4 separate regions of the Mus musculus genome follow, and all the other regions are linked to region 2. The links are chromatin contacts, called in public HiChIP or PLAC-seq and promoter capture Hi-C maps. All regions are on one chromosome and are shown on one strand. Each heading gives the region's core, a stretch centred on a gene start, on an enhancer-like site or on the middle of the called end of the contact. The rest is flanking DNA. Distances are from core to core; before and after follow the strand shown.

Evidence for each region. Promoter capture Hi-C pulls out the DNA fragments that hold promoters and counts their contacts. HiChIP or PLAC-seq counts read pairs in DNA pulled down with a chosen protein or histone mark. Capture Hi-C pulls out chosen DNA fragments and counts their contacts.
Region 1: a contact with region 2 is called in a promoter capture Hi-C map of erythroid cells, with 11 times the contacts expected there. The contact joins the promoter of Ip6k2 here to the promoter of Ifrd2 in region 2. A contact is called at or near these places in 3 of 39 promoter capture datasets (erythroid cells, liver and pre-B cells) and 3 of 115 datasets of contacts at active chromatin or transcription factors (double positive thymocytes, fetal liver and pancreatic cancer cells).
Region 3: a contact with region 2 is called in a promoter capture Hi-C map of adipose tissue, with 2.5 times the contacts expected there. The contact joins the promoter of Dusp7 here to the promoter of Ifrd2 in region 2. A contact is called at or near these places in 4 of 39 promoter capture datasets (the HPC-7 cell line, cranial neural crest, liver and 1 more), 1 of 115 datasets of contacts at active chromatin or transcription factors (acute myeloid leukemia) and 2 of 9 other capture datasets (adipose tissue and liver).
Region 4: an H3K27ac HiChIP or PLAC-seq map of microglia shows a contact between it and region 2, with 6 times the contacts expected there. The contact joins the promoter of Arih2 here to the promoter of Ifrd2 in region 2. A contact is called at or near these places in 1 of 39 promoter capture datasets (erythroid cells), 2 of 115 datasets of contacts at active chromatin or transcription factors (microglia and pancreatic cancer cells) and 2 of 9 other capture datasets (adipose tissue and liver).

The regions. Positions count from the first base shown.
Region 1 is chr9:108,782,136-108,786,205 of GRCm38.p6, reverse strand. Ip6k2 (inositol hexaphosphate kinase 2) reads right to left here and starts at 2,394. Exons shown (of 6, transcript NM_001379600.1): 1 at 2,336-2,394.
Region 2 is chr9:107,585,163-107,589,310 of GRCm38.p6, reverse strand. It overlaps Ifrd2 (interferon-related developmental regulator 2), which reads right to left and starts at 1,593. Exons shown (of 12, transcript NM_025903.2): 1 at 1,365-1,593. The coding sequence starts at 1,422. It overlaps Hyal3 (hyaluronoglucosaminidase 3), which reads right to left. Exons shown (of 4, transcript NM_178020.3): 2 at 3,646-4,148; 3 at 2,840-2,929; 4 at 1,952-2,736. The coding sequence ends at 2,485.
Region 3 is chr9:106,367,346-106,371,516 of GRCm38.p6, reverse strand. Dusp7 (dual specificity phosphatase 7) reads right to left here and starts at 2,885. Exons shown (of 3, transcript NM_153459.4): 1 at 2,194-2,885; 2 at 382-816. The coding sequence starts at 2,719.
Region 4 is chr9:108,647,897-108,651,976 of GRCm38.p6, reverse strand. It overlaps Arih2 (ariadne RBR E3 ubiquitin protein ligase 2), which reads left to right and starts at 2,569. Exons shown (of 16, transcript NM_011790.5): 1 at 2,569-2,748.

The sequences.
Region 1 (4,070 bases), core at 1,145-3,644, 1.2 Mb before region 2:
TCTTCTAGAGGTCCTGAGTTCAATTCCAGCAACCACATGGTGGCTCACAACAGTATACAACTGTAGTCCCATGGGATCTCATGCCCTCTGGTGTACATATATAAGGACAAAATACCAAAAAAAAAAAAAGCCAGGTGTGGCTCAGGACTATAACTTGAGAGGTAGAAGTAGGCAGATATCTTGAGTTTGAGGCCAGCTGGACTACCAAACAAGTTCCAGGACAGCCAGGGTGACACAGAAAAACTCTGTCTTAAAAAAATAAGATAAAAATAAAAACATGCTTTAAAATGTAATCATACTAAAGTCATTTTCTATCGTAAAAAATGTGGTCTATTTGTAAGACAGTCATTCCATGATATGAAATAATTTCCCTTGCCAGCAGTAAGGGCAAATACCTCTAATCCTGGCACAAAGAGGCAGGGGCAGGCAAATCTATGAGCTCAAGGCCAGCCTGATCTATACATAATGAGTTCCAGGCCAACCAGAGACCCTGTCTCAAACAAGCAAGCAAGCAAACAAACCAACCTCTTCTCTTAACAGGGAAAACCAGGCCCCAGTGCATTCTCTTTATGAGCCAACAATGGAAATTTTTCACCTCAACAAGCTGGCCTCAGGAAGGCTCAAACTCATCCTTGTTGCCTAGATACCAGTGACATCTCTGGGGCTTACAAAAAGGCCCTGCCATCCTCTGCAAGGGCCCTGCCATTCATCAGTCAGCAATGACTCCTGGCACATTCTAATGTTCAGATACTTGGTTGTAAAGACCAAAATCTGTCTCCTAGGAAACTCTAAAGCGTCAAAGAAATACGATAAACTGGTTTCAACAACAGTAACAGGTCTAGTCCTGCTACTGACACACTTGAATTCTACTCTTAAAAGAAAACTAGAATACAGGTAAACCAGTCTGAGTTACACTCAATAGTTTAACCAACTTGATCTCCAAAAAGATTTAGTAGGCAGTCAGATGGCCTGTTCACACCAAACATAAGTACTCATTTTGTATTTCTATCTGTGGATAGCTGCTAAAATTAAAACAAAACCCTACAATTACACTCTCCACGGCAACAACTTGGTAAATAAGCATCTCCCATCTCTTAAAATGTTATCCCAGGGAAAGTGCAAATACAGCAAACATTTTAAATACTGAAAATCAACAACAATGCTGTCAACAAGGAAGGTCCTTTAAATTTTTCAAAATGTTTGTCTGCATCATATTTGCTGTTTCAAAACTGCCAGGGCTTCTTTCTTTTGGATCTTTTTATTTTCATAAATATTTATTAGTTGACAATTCCAAACATGTATACAATGTATTTTGACCATATCCATCCCCCTGGTCCCTTCTTATCCCCCTCCCACTGCCTCTGGATCCCTTCAGTACTTTTTCTTACAAATATTCGAAATTATTTTGTTCTTGCTCTATGTACATTTCTGCTAACAAAATGTTTATTTACATGCGATGACTAGCTCTATTTCCTTTCGCGTGTAAGAAGAGCCCTAGATTTCACCAGTTCCTACATTTTTCCCCATTTTCCCGCTAGTACAGCTTTCTTGATATTTGATAGAAATTAAAATCCTAAAAACGAATCAAGTCATTAGGAAGGATGCAGAAGATAGATGCAGTCTTGTTATCAAATATGAATAAAATCCCACTCGTGGTAGGAGCATCAGCATAAGAAGAAGAAAAAAGAAGACACCTTCTGATCCATTTTAAGATCTTAAAGGAGAAGAAGGGGAAAAAAAAAAAACCAATAAGGTTGGATGCGCAGATCACCCTCTCCCCCGCCTTTCCGGGATCAAAGAGGAGCTGACTGGCACAACTGACGTTCAACACCCAAAATGGCTGCACATCTGCAGGCCCAGGTAACAACAGTACCTGAGGATCCGGGCTGACCCTTCCATCCAAAGATAAAGACCCCATCCTCAAAGACCAGGGAGATCGTGGCCGGGGGACCTCTGTGAGACCAGAGATCCTGTCCTCCACCGGAAGACCCAGGGAGACCGCTTCAAAACCGGAGAAAGACACTGTCGTCGTCCCCCGCCCCCTCCCCTCCCCCGGTTCCGGGAGACCCTCCAATGCCGGGGGGAAGATTCTGCCCCGTCTCGGTGGGCAACGCTACTCTCCCCAGTAACTGCAAGGTACAATGGCCCCCCGTAAATAGGGAAGGGATGACTACACAAAAAAAGGGGGAGACCGCTTCTCAATGACAGCCATAGGACCCCCTTCACAAACCCAAGCCTCCCAGGGATCCCGGAGCCCGGCCGCTACCAGCACCGAAAACCTCTTCCCCTGAGCCCCGGGGTGACAGGGCCACGGGCCGGGCGGGGCGGGCGTTACCTGCGGCCACAGCCCAGTCCCGCGACGCTTCCGTCCTATTGTTTCTCTTCCACCAAAATGGCTGCGGCCGCGCTCAGCCCCGCCCCCCAACCTCGCTCCCAGGGCCCCTCGCTATTGGCTCGCACCCGAAGCCGCGCAAGCGGACTGGGCGGCCTGGAAGACTGTTGCTAGGGCGCCGGGATTCGCTTGGGGCGGCTTCCTGAATGGGCAAGGGGCGGGAAGAGGCGGGGCGTTGTCCTGAGTGAGGAGGGTGGCCAGTCTGTTCTGGAGTTGAAGTAACTGATGGGCTGTGTGCCAAATGGATCGATTGCAGGATGCCTAGGGTAAGGGTGGATGGACAGACAGTCCTGGTTTGCCCCGCACTGGGGAGTTTCCTAGGATACAGGAATGTCAAGGCCAGTATTCATTCTGTGATAAACTGCAAAGCTGGTCAACCTAGCAGATGGATGGACAGAACTACATGTCGCTAAGATGGATAAAGGGATAGCAGCAGGGAACAGAGAGAATGACTACAGACGATAGACAAATACATGGCTCTATAGGAGGCCAGTAAGACGGCTCAACAGGTCAAGCCGTTGCTCTGTTTCTCTCTGGCTCTTTGTCTCTGTCTCTCTCTCACTCACAAACACACACTCACACCACACACACTATAATAATTTTTAAAAAATGTTTAGACAGGTGAACAGATGAGTGGACAGACAGACAAGATAAAAGCCAATAGAAGTCTGATCAGAGGGATGTATAGGGTCCTCGGTAAATTGATAGGTCTGGAGCATAGAGCTCATCCAAGACTCCTTTGTCTGGAGCCTGTGTCATTCAGAAGGTCTCCTGCATGAGTGAACGAGTGTCAGCGCAGCCAGGAAAGGCAAGGAGCACGATGGGAACCATGGGCATGGGATGACCTCCTTCTTGGCTATTGGCCTTTCTGTAAAGGATGCCAGAGTTGTAACCCTGCATCCTGGGCATTAGCAAAGATGTAGCTCATAGGTTTTTAAAACTGAAGTATTTATTAAGCACCTACACTCTGCAGTGAGTGCAGTAAACAGATTTTTTTAATCCCTGCTTTCTAAAGGTGGACAAGAGAAACTCCTATTACCAACAGGTTCCTCTTGGAATCGCCTTCCCTTGAGGCCTTCATGGCTCTGTGTTCAGTTCTGTCTAGTTTTTCTTTTTCACATTTTTTCCTCTCTGTCTATACCCACTTACCCCGGGTCGTGGTTTTGTTTTTAAAATATTAACTAATTGAGTCCAGATCCCTCTCTGTAGCCCAGGCTGGCCTCAAAATTAAGGCAATTCTTCAGCATCAACCTTCCTCTTACTGGGATTACAGGCATGAACCGAGAGGCCCAGGTTTCAGGTTTAAATGCCAACTTCATGTTAATCGACCCCAAAAGTGTTTGCCCAGTTCAGGCTCTTCCTGGTTCAGTGTTCAGCTGTTGATAGACAGCCTGCCCTCTGGCTGTGTGTGTTCCTTGACTGTTTCCGTATGGCTGTTGTCGTATTGTTTGTTTTGCATTCATCTGTTGTGCCAGGAGCTTGTGCTGTCTCAGGAACACACCACTTTTTGACATGACCGTGATTTGAGTACCTAAACCCCTACAAGTCTCTCTCCAGATCAGTGTCACAGTTCCCGCCCAGCCCCCTGTTGACCTTGCTGCCTTCAGCCCACTCTCCATCTATCAGCCTGTGGATTAATAACCACTCCCCAGAGAGGCTCCAGAGGCAGCTAGACTCT
Region 2 (4,148 bases), core at 344-2,843:
CCATTAGTGCCCCCTGCCCCTCATTAGGGCAGAGGTAAAATTTGACCAGTTGCCCAGCCTCTACGGTGTGGACAACAAAGTACGCCCCTCGGTCTAGCAGGTAAAGACATGTAACTGGCAATAGCTCTGCTCCAGGCCACGGCACTCACTAGGCTACCAACTCTGGGAGCAGCAGAGGCCCAGGTCCCTGTGGGTGTGCTGGGCACTCTGTGTTTCAAATATATTGTTTTCTGAGCTTCCTTTGGTCCACTCAGGGCCACCAACTTTAGGTATAGACACGATGGTGCCTCTGAGCCTTGGAAGACCAGAAGAAGCTCTTGACCGGGTGTCTGAAAAAGTAAACATAGGGACTCTCAAAGTGTCAGTAGGGCAGGAACAGAGAGACGGCCTGTGAGCTCTCTCCAGGGCTGAAGACTGGCCTTAAATAGGGCAGCTACTATGGTAGGCACCCTGGACAGGTTCTGACCCAGTAGGAGTCCTTACACCTTAGGGACCACTAACATTACTTGCTTGTAAAAAAACGTTCAGCCCACACGTTGATTTCTGTTCACCTCTTCTCTTACTATCCTACTTGTCAAAACTGCCCGGACGGTCTCATCTGCCGCACTGTATTGTGGTCCCTTTGGCTGCTGGGCCCTTGCGCCAGATTCTTTACCGTCTCAGAAGCTCCCCTCACAGGGCCTGCCATAATTCTAAGACCACTCTCGGTAAGTATATGCTTTCAGTACTAGTTCTTGTGGAACTGTCACCACCCTATTAAATGCCCCGAGACCCAAGCCACATTAAAGTGGCTGTCAGGTCAAAAATATGCTGGGCAGGCACTCTTTTTCAGCAGTTGTTTGTTTAATGCAACAGGTCATGCTTCTGGTTGAGTCTGATAAGAAGTCTCCAGGCTGCTTCGGTCTCTCTGGATGTCCTCCCGGTCTCTAGTCCAATTGACAGGGCCCCAATTCTCTACCTTTCCAATCACACTTCCCCGTTTTACAGAACAGACAAGGTCTCTCTGCTAATTTCCTTGTGCAGCCTACCAAATGCACTACTAGTATTTGGCAAAAGGGTTGGCTTCACGCTCTTTCTGGTGTGGTTTTCTACCCCAGTAGCGATGGGAAAACCTAGGTCCTTAATGCTGGTCAAGTCATCGTTGCGGCGCGGGATTTCGAAAAACAGCTGGCAATGTGCTCAAGTGAGGCGCACACGTGGCCAATGCCAGCTGGGGCACGTGCGAGCCTTAGCAGAGTTCTGGGAGGTCACGCTGGGCTGATCTGGGAAGATTCATCAACTCAGGTCCCTCAATGACATCGAAGGGGAATCACGGAACACCCCCGCTCACTACTGAACAAGTCTACTGGAGCCCCCGGACTCACCTCCTCCACGGCGCTGACCGCCCTTGCGGAGCGCATTGCCCTTCCGAGCACGAGGCATTCCTGGAACCGAGAATTGGGAACACGGGAATGGGGCGCGGGGTCAGGGACCCGGAGGGCGGGGACTCCAAACCAGCGAAACGCTGGCCCGTGTGCTGAGCTGAGACTGGCGAGGACGACAGGAGCCACACGCCGCGCGCGCCACCATCTTCGTGAGGCGCCCCGCCCTGTCAAATGGGTCGCTGGGAAGGTGAGTTCCCGGCCACCAAGTTCAGATCCACATACACGCGGCCGAAACTACTATCCCCAGGCATCAGCGTACACAGATTAGCACCGCCCAAGTTGTGCGCAGTGCACGACGGGAGTAGTAGTCCATTCCGGAGACACATAAGCCGACGCCGCTCTAGCTAAACTATGTACCCACAATGCCCTGCGTACCCACTTCGCCCCTCCTTCCCCTACCCCCGCCCGCGCGGTTCATAGTTAACTCAGTAGTTTCCTTTCTCACTAGAAGCGTCTGCAGGGCCTGATAACGAAGCACCTGCTTGGAGGCGCCAGGTTTGGCCCTAGATAGAATGGTGAGGACAAACTTCAAGTAATGAAAGAGTGACTTTATGGATAAAAATACAGATAATAGCTTAGCGTTTAACAGACCTTAGCTTAATTTTTTTTGGGGGGGATGTGTGTTGGGAGGCATGTAGGGGTTGTCTGAACCTAGATTTTACTTCTCTATAGATACGCTGGGGTATAGGAACAAAGTCCTAGGCTAGTCACCTTAAATGCCTGGAACTGACCCGGAAGCTTCTTTTTTTTTTTTTTTTTTTTTTCTGAGACAGGGTTTCTCTGTATAGCCCTGGCTGTCCTGGAACTCACTTTGTAGATCAGGCTGGCCTCGAACTCAGAAATCGGCCTGCCTCTGCCTCCCGAGTGCTGGGATTAAAGGCGTGCGCCACCATGCCCGGCTCCTCAGGAATTTCTATGGAAGTTGTATTGGTGGAAGTGGGATATGTACTTGGGAAAGTCCCATAAGCTAAACAAAGCATAAAGGGGAATTCCTCTAGGACTGGGAAAATGACAGCAGGGTCAAGTAGCAAAGGCAGGGACTCCTGACTCTATGTTGGGCTCAGGGTTTAGGCTCCAGGCAGGTAGGGCCAGCCCAACCCGAATAACAATGGCATCTGAAGGAATTCCAAGCTCCAAGACTGTCATCTGGCTGCAGATGTAGAAAGGCTTCCATTTGTCCTGGGTCTTTCCGGGCACATCGACCATGGCCATGACATCGCTGGTGACTGCAAGCCATGGCAGCCTTGGTCACATTGATCACATAGGGGCCTAAAGTGCCCACTAAGTAGTCATGGAGACGCCAGCACTTTTCCTACACAGAGAAAAGATAGGTCAAAGCTCCTTTTCTATGACTTGGCATGGCTTCTCCCCTATCTTGGGGCTCCAGCATGTGCACGATGAGGGGCAACGCTCACCTCAGAGCTAGAGAAGCTCAGGTCCCCCCAGAGTACCACTCCAGCTGTTCCCAGTGCGGCACTCACTCCAATAGTCTGCATCAGGTCGTCCTGCAGGCAGAGAACTGTTAAGCCCAAGCTTGACTGGCCAGATCCATCAGGGCCCAACTTTACCACGACACCATTTGGTTTACTGCTATGATTCTGCCTCTAGAGTAGAGCGCTTTTAACAGAGCCTCTAAGTAATTTCTTAGAACTTCCATTCAGAGAATAACAGTCCTTAGACCAGGGACCACTGATATCTCCCAGTACATCACCATACCTCCCTAGTCCAGGACAGGGTCTTTTTGTTGTTTTGACTTTCAAGACAGGGTTTCTCTGAGTAGCCCTGGCTGTCCTGGAACTTGCTCTGTAGACCAGAATGGCCTCAAACTCACAGAGATCCACCTGCTTCTGCCTCCCCAGTACTGGGATTAAAGGTGTGCATTACCACTGCCTGGACTAGGATAGGGTCTTTTTTTTTTTTAATTAATTAATTAATTTATTTATTTATTTTTGGTTTTTCCGAGACAGGGTTTCTCTGTATCCCTAGCTGTCCTGGAACTCACTTTGTAGACCAGGCTGGTCTTGAACTCAGAAATCAGCCTGCCTCTGCCTCCCAGGTGCTGGGATTAAAGCTGTGTGCCACCACGCCCAGCTAGGGTCTTTTAAAAAACCCCCAGATCATGACTACCTCCAAGTCCTTTTGGGAAAGTTTTCTCTTCAGACCTTTCTAGGACATGGCTGTTTCTCTAGACTCTGATCCTTAGACCTGAGCTTCTCCTTACCAGAGACAGGAATCTCCCAGAGCTCCGGTGTGTGAGGCGAGAATAAGCCAGAACAGGTAGAGGGTGTGAATGCTCCAAAAGGGCTACACGGAAGGCTTCCTCCAGGCGGTGTCGGACAAAGGCCTGACGGTAGGCAAGTGGCAGTCTGGGTGGGAGGTAGATGCTAGGGAAGAGAGCACTGGAGGCAGCCCAGAGCCAACGCAGTTGGGTGTTTCGGGTGGTGATGGCTGCATGGCAGTGGCCTGTGTAGTTGGAAGCCATCTTATGCCAGCCATTGCCACAGGCTGGATATCTGTAAAAGCCCCAGAGGCCACTCGGGCGAAGTGTCCGGCCCAGCTGCAGAGTGTATTCCATGAGTGCACGGGCAGCCTGCTCAAAGCTAGTATGGGCTTTGTGGAGCTGTTCCTGAGGATCCAAGCCAGGGAACATCTGCTGTGTCCAAACCCAGGAGGCTGCCAGGTAGACTTGTCGATGGGGGCCCCAGTTCCCAGCCCAGAGTGGGT
Region 3 (4,171 bases), core at 1,636-4,135, 1.2 Mb after region 2:
GTGCCGAGGCGTGATGCAGAGCTACTGAGACCCGTGGGAGTCTGTGAGCTGTGATGTTTCAGCTTGCTACGCCTGAAACTACAGCAAAGCCAGAAAAACACAGGTTGGACCATAGAGTCCAATAGGTACTGAGAGCTGGGGGAATCCAGGATTCAGGGGACTGCTCAGGTCCTAACAGGTAGAGGTGCCCGAGGGACTCCGTGAGTCACAGCAAGCACGGGTACACCCACGGGCACATGCCGGCACATGCAGTGCACACACAGGTCTCGACAGGCCCAGAGGTACCCAGTTGGGCAGGGGCGACACCCAGCGTCCCTCACACACCTTGCCTCGCTCACCCACCCACCCACCCACCCCCTCTGCCCAGACAAAGACACCTACCAATGAAGCTGATGGCCTCGGGGAAGAACTGAGAGAGGTTCTGGCTCCAGTGGTCAGAGATGGGGATTTGCTTGTAGGTGAACTCACCACCGTGCTCAAAGGCGTTGGGCAGGTTGGGTGTGACGTTGAGGATGTATTTGATGCCGTATTTGCCAAGTACATCCAGGTTGGTAGAGTCCTTGGCACAGCCGAGGTAGAGGTAGGGCAGGATCTGGACTGGAAAGGCCGGCTGGCTGGATGGTACAGGGCTGCCATCCGACTCAGTGGCACTGCTGGGCAGCTCTCGGTCCGACTCGCCGTCTGAGCAGTCAGAGCTGATGCGCAGGCCCCCCAGGCCCAGCACGGAGGTGGGTGGCGAGCCACTCGGGGAGGACGAGCTGTCCACGTTAGTCTCACAATGCTCGGAGTATTCCGTCTGGAACTTGTTGAAACCACCTGTGGTCAGGGCAAGATTGGGGGTGGTGGGTGGTGGGGTGTCTGGTGAGTCCAAATGGGCCACAAAAGACTATTAACGGTCAGGACTCACACAACATGTCCATGTCAAAGGACAATGTGACCATGCCTAATACATCACACACGGACTCACTCATGTTCTGGCCATCTAAAAAATCACCACTTCACAGTTAAGGGAACTGAGGCTTTGAGTGGGTTCTGTAACTGTTAAAGTATACTGGCCCTATGGCTTGATATAGAGCACCTGAGGTCAAGTACCAGCTCCTTTCTCTTCCATACCTCCCACATACATCAACACACCTGAGTGCTTGCTCAGTAGTGGCCAATGGGCAAAGAAAGGCCAACAAACCCATCGCAGGCCAGCACCTGTAGGTCAGCAAACCCCTATTCCAAAGAGAGAGGAGCCAGAACACCTATGGGCCTGTCAGAGGCAGAGTCCAAGCAACCACACTTGGGGAGGGTGGTGTGAAGTCCCTTTCCCCAGCAAGAGGGGAACCGGGTACTAGCGATTCACCTTCCCTGGACAAGCACCCGACACACTGCATGTGACTCAAAGAGAGGGGCCACGGGGGCTAGACAAGGACAGGAGAGACAAGGAACACCATGAAGCTAGACATGGCCCTGCGGCACCCGAGGGTGCCGCAGGACTCCCCTCCCCTCCCAGCCTGTCTGCTGCCAGCAAGAGGCCATTTTGGAATGTTAATTGGAAACACCGGCTGCAGCCAATAGCTCCCCTCACCCCCTGGCCCGCAGGCAAGCTGCCTGTCTCCCCCTTCCATAAACTCAGGGGCAGCGAACTGAGGCCCATTCCCCATTCCCCAACACACACACACACTCACACCTGGGCCACTGCCCACACATCTGCAGAAGTGCCTCCAAGCCGTGATTCTGATTGATAGGGGCCATAGTGGGATCCCAGAGAAACCATCATAAACGGGCCCATGCACTGGAGGGTGGGTGATACTGAAAAAGGTACCTTCCCGATCCTATCTTCCTAATGACATAAATTCCTGTGGGCCCTGCTCTTTTCTGGGTTCCAGTACCGATCTCTCCCTTCCTCCGAGCTCAACTGGAGCCTGTGCGCTGTTGTCTACCCATCCACAGAGAAAAAAATTAAATAGGAAAGGGAAAGTTTGTTTCAGCCACTGAACGGTGCTGAGAAAGAGAACACAGATCGGGTTCCCTGTGCCTGGCTAAATCCACACCTTAGGGGATGGCTCCCAGAAGGGCGGATTCGGACCAGGGGCGACGTGGCGCCCGGCCTGGCCAAGCGAGTGGAAAGGAAACAGCCTGCAGCGAGGGCGCCAGGGAGCAGAGGCGCAGCCCCAATACCGCCTGGGGTCTAGGTTCTGTCCTCACCTTGGAGGTAGTAGGCCTGGCAGCCGTCGTCTCGCAGCTTCTGCAGGAGCAGGCCGAGAACGGAGGCGGGGGCGCCGGGCTCGGGCTGCCACTCCGCCGTGGCCTCGTCGTAGAGCAGCACGGTGGCCGCCTTGCAGCGCGTGGCGAAGCGCTCCTTGTCGGCATGGTTGGGAATGATGGAGCGGATGGGCAGGTTGCCTTTGCGCAGGCGGCGCAGCATGAGACCCGGGATGGCCAGGTTGATGGCCGTCTCAATGTGCGACGATTCGAAGAGCTCGTGCGGCCGGCAATCTAGCAGCAGCAGGGACGCGCCACCGCGCGCCTCCAGCTCCTCCTGCAGCCACTCGGCGCTCTTGCAGGGCATGGCCCCCGCTCCCGTCGTCGCTCCCGCTCCGATGCCTGCGCCGGACCCAGATCCCGCACCGGGCTCCGACCCCGCCCGAGTGCCCCCAGCCGCCGCCGCCGCCGCCGCCCCCGAAGTCGACATGTGCGCCCGCACTGGGGGCCCGCGGAGCTGGTTTTTCATGGGGATCCCGGGGCCGGGGCCGGGGCCGGGCAACCCAGCCCTGGGACGGCGCCCCGGCCGCGCTGGCCCCAGCCGCGTCTCCGGGCGCCCGCCTCCCGCCGAGCCGCGCGCCCGCCGCCCCGGCCTCCCAGCCTCCGGCCTCAGTCCCGCCCGGCCGGCCCTCCGCGCGTGCCGCGGCCTGACAGCCCCAATTAAACCGCGGCTCCGGCGGCCGCGCGCCCGGGCGTCCTCCGGGAGGCGGGGCCGTGAGGCCGGCGCCTGGGCTTAAAGGCACCGCGCCTCCGCAGCCCCTCCCCCGCAAGCGGCGCGGGAGCGCCCTCGGCCGGCTCCTACGGGCCCGCCTAGCCGGGACCTGGCTACCACCTGCCCAGGGGCGAGCCAAGGCGGCCTCGCAGATCTCTGGCTGAGCGCCTACATCTGTGCCTTGCAGAAAGGCTGCACTGGGACCCCACCTAACATTTACAGAAGCAGAATTTCTTCAGGATTGGGGGCAGGGGGCGGTCACCCAGAGCCAGTCTTCCCTCCTCTTGTCTGTTATCCTCATTCATTCTCTGATAGCGTTCATTCAACAAATGGAAACTGAATTCCTACTACGTGTCGTGCTCTGTGTTAGGCGGTCTTAGTTTCAGATGACCGCATCATCCCAACCCTTGATGGCCATAGGTTCCAGACCTGAGTTGGAGGGTCTGCTGAGGGAATAGGTGACTTGGGTTGGGGGGGGGGTGTTCAAGGACCGCTCTCGCAAATCGCAGGCAGAAGTGGAGGAATTCTGAAAGGACCAACCCTGGGTAAGGGAACGCGAGCTCTTTAAGAAAGCTTTTACAAGTGCGGTGGTGACTGGCCCGGAGTGAAGCGCCACGTGACTTTCCTATTGGGGCGGGTAGGAGGGAGGGAGCGCTCCATAATCAGCTTCCCTTCGCCTACCTCTCTCTCCAGGCACCAATCAAGTTTCGCGGTAGGCGGGCACGCGCTCGGCAGATAGTCAATCGCCGCCGAAAGAGGCTGCGGGGAAAGGAGGCGGGTCCCGCGGCGGGTCCACCCAGCTGGAAGTGGGCGGGGCCTCGTCCAGCGTGCTGTTCGGGCTCTCAGGCGGGTGGGGCTCAGGAGGTACGTGGCTCTGCAGGTAGGGCTCAAACAAAGCGGCAGGACCGACCGCAAGGTTTTGACCAGACCAAGGCGGTCTTTCCTTGGAGGGAGCTGTTCCTCCCAAGCCCCGAGTGCATTCTCTTAACAGGCTGGGGATCCCAACTTGAGGCTTAGTCCCTCACTCCGTCCCGGGCTAGTCATCTCTGAGCCAACTTGACCCTAACCCGGGATTGCGGTGTCAGGGGTGTCCGATCGGGCTACAGTTTCAATCTCCATCTCCCAATTAAATGTTCTCCCCCCTCCCTTTTTTTCTCAGCCGCAGGAGCCCTCTTCTACATTCGCTTAGAGAAAGGCCACAGTAGGGCA
Region 4 (4,080 bases), core at 1,320-3,819, 1.1 Mb before region 2:
ACGGACCGTTCCTCTCTAGTACTCACTGCAGTGGGTCTGTTACCAGTAACTCAAAGTCATCACTGGAAACTAGTTTTCAGGAAATATGATTTGGATCCTTCACAGGGACCATCGTGATATGCATATGTTTTGTCAACTCAAGTACCCAAGTTCACGGCTTGTCCAGATTTGTGTTCTATTGCTGTGATAAAGGCTATGACAAAAAGCAATTTGAAGAGGAAAAAATTTATCTCATCTTTTAGCTTATAGTCCCTCATAGAAGGAAATTAGGGCAAGAACTTGAGGCAGAAACCTAAGCAGGGATAAGGGAAGAGCATGGCTCACTAGTTTGATCCCATGGATTGCTCAGCCTGCTCGCTCTCACTTGCTTGAGCGCTCTCTCTCTCTCTCTCTCTCTCTCTCTCTCTTTCTCTCAAGATATAGTCTCTCTGTGTAGCCCTGGCTGTCCTGGAACTTGATTCACAGACCAGGATGGTCTTGCTGGAACTCAGAGCTCTATCTACCTCCTAAGTGCTAGGATTAAAGGCATGTGCCACCACTGCCTAGCTTTAGTTTCCAATCTTTTACTGCCAGGACCACCCATCCAGAGATGGCACTGTTGATAGTGGGCTGGATCCTCCTACATCAATCATTAATCAAGAAAATGTCTTCGTTACAGGCCAATTTAATGAAGACATTTTATCAATTGACGTGAATCTTCTCTGTAAAAGCAAGTGGCACAGTTTTTTTGTTTTGTTTTTTTGTTTTTTGTTTTTTGAGACAGGGTTTCTCTGTATAGCCCTGGATGTCCTAGAACTCACTCTGTAGACCAGGCTGGCCTCAAACTCAGAAATCTGCCTGCCTCTGTCTCCCAAGTGCTGGGATTAAAGGCGTGTGTCACCACTGCCCAGCTACTTTTTTTGTTGTTGTTAAAGATAATTACTGATCATGTACCTCTGGCTGCCTTGTTGGGCAGCCTGGCACTTAGTATGTAGACCAGGTTGGCCTGGAACTTACTTTCTTTTTTTTTTTTTTTTTTTTTCTCTGTGCAGTCCTGGCTGTCCTGGAACTCATTCTGTAGACCAGGCTGGCCTTGAACTCAGAAATCCACCTGCCTCTGCCTCCCGAGGCCTGGAACTTTCAATGATTCCCCTAGCCTTTGCACCCCAAGTGCTATTCTTGTTCTAGCGACTTTCAACATTTGATTACCCCTGATTTTGATTCATGACCCAAATTTGTAGATATTTTAAGTAGATTGTGTGGCTGCACACATGTGAGTTTGTAAGTTTTAGGTCTGTACAGAGCTTCAGGTTATCCAGGGATATATAGTGAGAACTTTTCTCAAAAAAGAAAAAAAAATTTTTTTTTTAATTTTCTGTTTACAAGTATGTGTGTGCCGGAAGAGGTTCAAAGAGGGCTTCGGATCCCCTGGACATTATCAATAGTGGGCAAGGACCTCAGGTTTCTGGAGAGAACAGCAAGAGCTCTTAATGGCCCAGCCAACTCCCAAGTCTCTTCAGTTATATTTTTTCCAAGAATTACATAAAAGAGGCTATTACACGGTCTTTTTTCTTTCTGCCTCACTTTTCCGGGTGTCTTGAATACCAATACATACACTCCAGAAAAGGTAGAACTAGGTTATCTACAGATTTGCACGAACATTGATTTACCTCACAGTGCCTCTGGCTTCACTCCAGTAATTAACATCTCGATGGAGTTGCTACTTGAGCGAGCCTCCTATCAGTCCACAACAAGGCTTGGTGACCAGAACTTGGTGACTGGAGTCCTAATGCAGTCTATATCGTGGGTAGAAGTTGTGCAGCGAAACACTTACGATGTATGAATCTCTGGGTCTGGTAATCTAGCAAGGCAAACCAGCCTTGGCTATATAGTGAGTTGCTTCTAAATATAACCACACCAAACAAAAAATACCCGTCGTGAAGGTGAGTGGAAGTCGGAGAAGTGGGTGGCTAGGGGGATAGTGTCATGAGAAACTAAAGTCTGATTGCTCATGGGCCAGAACTTCCTCCTAACGTACGTAGAAATTCCGAGTATGGCTCATGTCAAACCATAGTTGCCCGGAAACTATGATCTTTTTAACCTACTCCAGTGTTGCCAGAATGTCTTCTCACGCTGTTCGTCAGAGTATAAACAGTGAAGTGGGTAGACGTCTGGTCAGGGGAAAAAAAAAAAAAAAAAGCTAAAAATACCTCATCTAAGGGTCTGATGGCTCAGTGGGTAAAAAGCGCTTACTGCCACGCCTGACAAGTGTTTGATCCTCGAAACCCACATGGTGGAAGGAGAAAAACTGCTCCCGGAAAATTGTCCTCTGACCTCTTCTGCACGCGAGCCGTGCGACACACACAAAATACACGCAAGAAAACCTAAAACTAACTATCGAATAAAGACACTGGTAGGCTATAACGCAGGAAACAAATTCCTACATCATTCCTTCAAAAGCGAACGCTCAGTAGTTCCTCCCAGGGGCTCTCGCTAGAGGATGGTGAGGAAGCGATTCCAACCGACTACGCAGTCGTCAGAAGCCTGGGAGCCTCCAGGGCGACCGCAGGTCGACCCCTACCGGAAGTGACGCGCGGCGCAGAACACTTCCGGAGCTGCGGGGGACGGCTCTGCCGGAGGAAGCTGCGCGGGCCTGAGCCGCGTCCGCCGGCTGCCTCCGCTGCCGCTACGCCTCCGTCAGCCTGGTTTGGTCTGGCTTGACCTGGTCCGGCCGGCCTGGGCTCTGCGGCCGCGAGGTCGCGGCTCCCGGTAAGTGCGCGGCGGGAGTCGAGGCCTTGTTTACTCTTGACTGGCCGCCGGGAGGGGGGGGATCCCCGCGCGTTTCGCCGGCGCGGTCCGGGCTCCGCCTTCGCCGCCGCTTGCGAGGCCGGGCCGTCCCAGGTCCCGACGTTCCCCGCCGACTGATAGGCACTCCCGGAGGCGACAGCCCGCGCCGGCGGGTGCCTGGCGTCTCTCCTGGGTTCCTCTTCCTCGTTGGCTCTTTAGCTCCCCGAGAGGTCGGAGGCCAGGGCCTCTGGCCCGCGAGGCTCGGGTGCGCTCGGGCCTGCCCTTCTGGGCGCTCCAGGCGAACGCACCGCCTCGGAGGCTCCCCGTTTCTCTGGTGGTTGGGAGCTTTGGCAGCGCCAGCCGCACTGTTTGTTAACGCCCGTCCTGGGAAAGGGCCTCCCCGCGCGTGGGTTCCGTGTCCGCGCGAAGACCGGGGCGCCTCGCAGAGACGTGCGACCGGTCACGCCCGACGCCACTGGTCTAGCCTCAAGAGAGGCGGTGGTGTTCTCGGACGAGCTCGCCTTAGTTCTTCTGTTTGTTACTCTGTCTCGTAGAACTTTCTGTCGGCGACGAACACGTTCTAGACCTTTGCTGTTCAGTATGGTAGCCATTAAGCCACACACGGCTTTCGTGTTGACATGTATGTAGTTAGTATATCTGAGAAACTACATTTGACTTTTTAAAAGTAAACTAACTTTCAATAACTCCATGTAATCGGCGGCTACCTGCCATTATTAGGACAGATGCGGTGTCGAGTTGGTTGTTTTTAGACAGTGTCTACATAGTCATGGCTGTCAAGGAACTCACTGTGTAGACTGGGCCGAACTCGAACTCACCTGCTTCTGCCTCTCAAGTGCTGGCATTGAAGGCTTGCACTACCACGCCCGGGATGCTGCTGAGTTTTTAAACAAGTTGCTGATTCATATTTTTCAGCCAAGAAGTTTTCTTCGAAATGTAGTTAATAAATGACTACTGAGGGCCAAGTGTTACAACTGGAGTTAAACATCTGTGCGACTAGCCAATTTTTTTGTGTTCCTGTCAACTTCAAACTAAAAGGTCTTTATCCTTTTGTATGTGGCCATGTCTTGGAAACCAGCTCAAAATGAGTGGCAGGTTTTTTTGAAGATGACTTTAACTCTTGGAAAAAGTACTAATTTTGTACCATTTCTCTCTGAGATAGTCATATTTAACATCTTGAATACTTTGACATTAAGAAAATAACACATTGGCCCTTTGAACAAAGTCAGGATTCAGTTTTCTTGCGTGCTTTATTTTGAGACAGTGTCTCCCACTTTTTTTTTTTTTTTTTTTGAG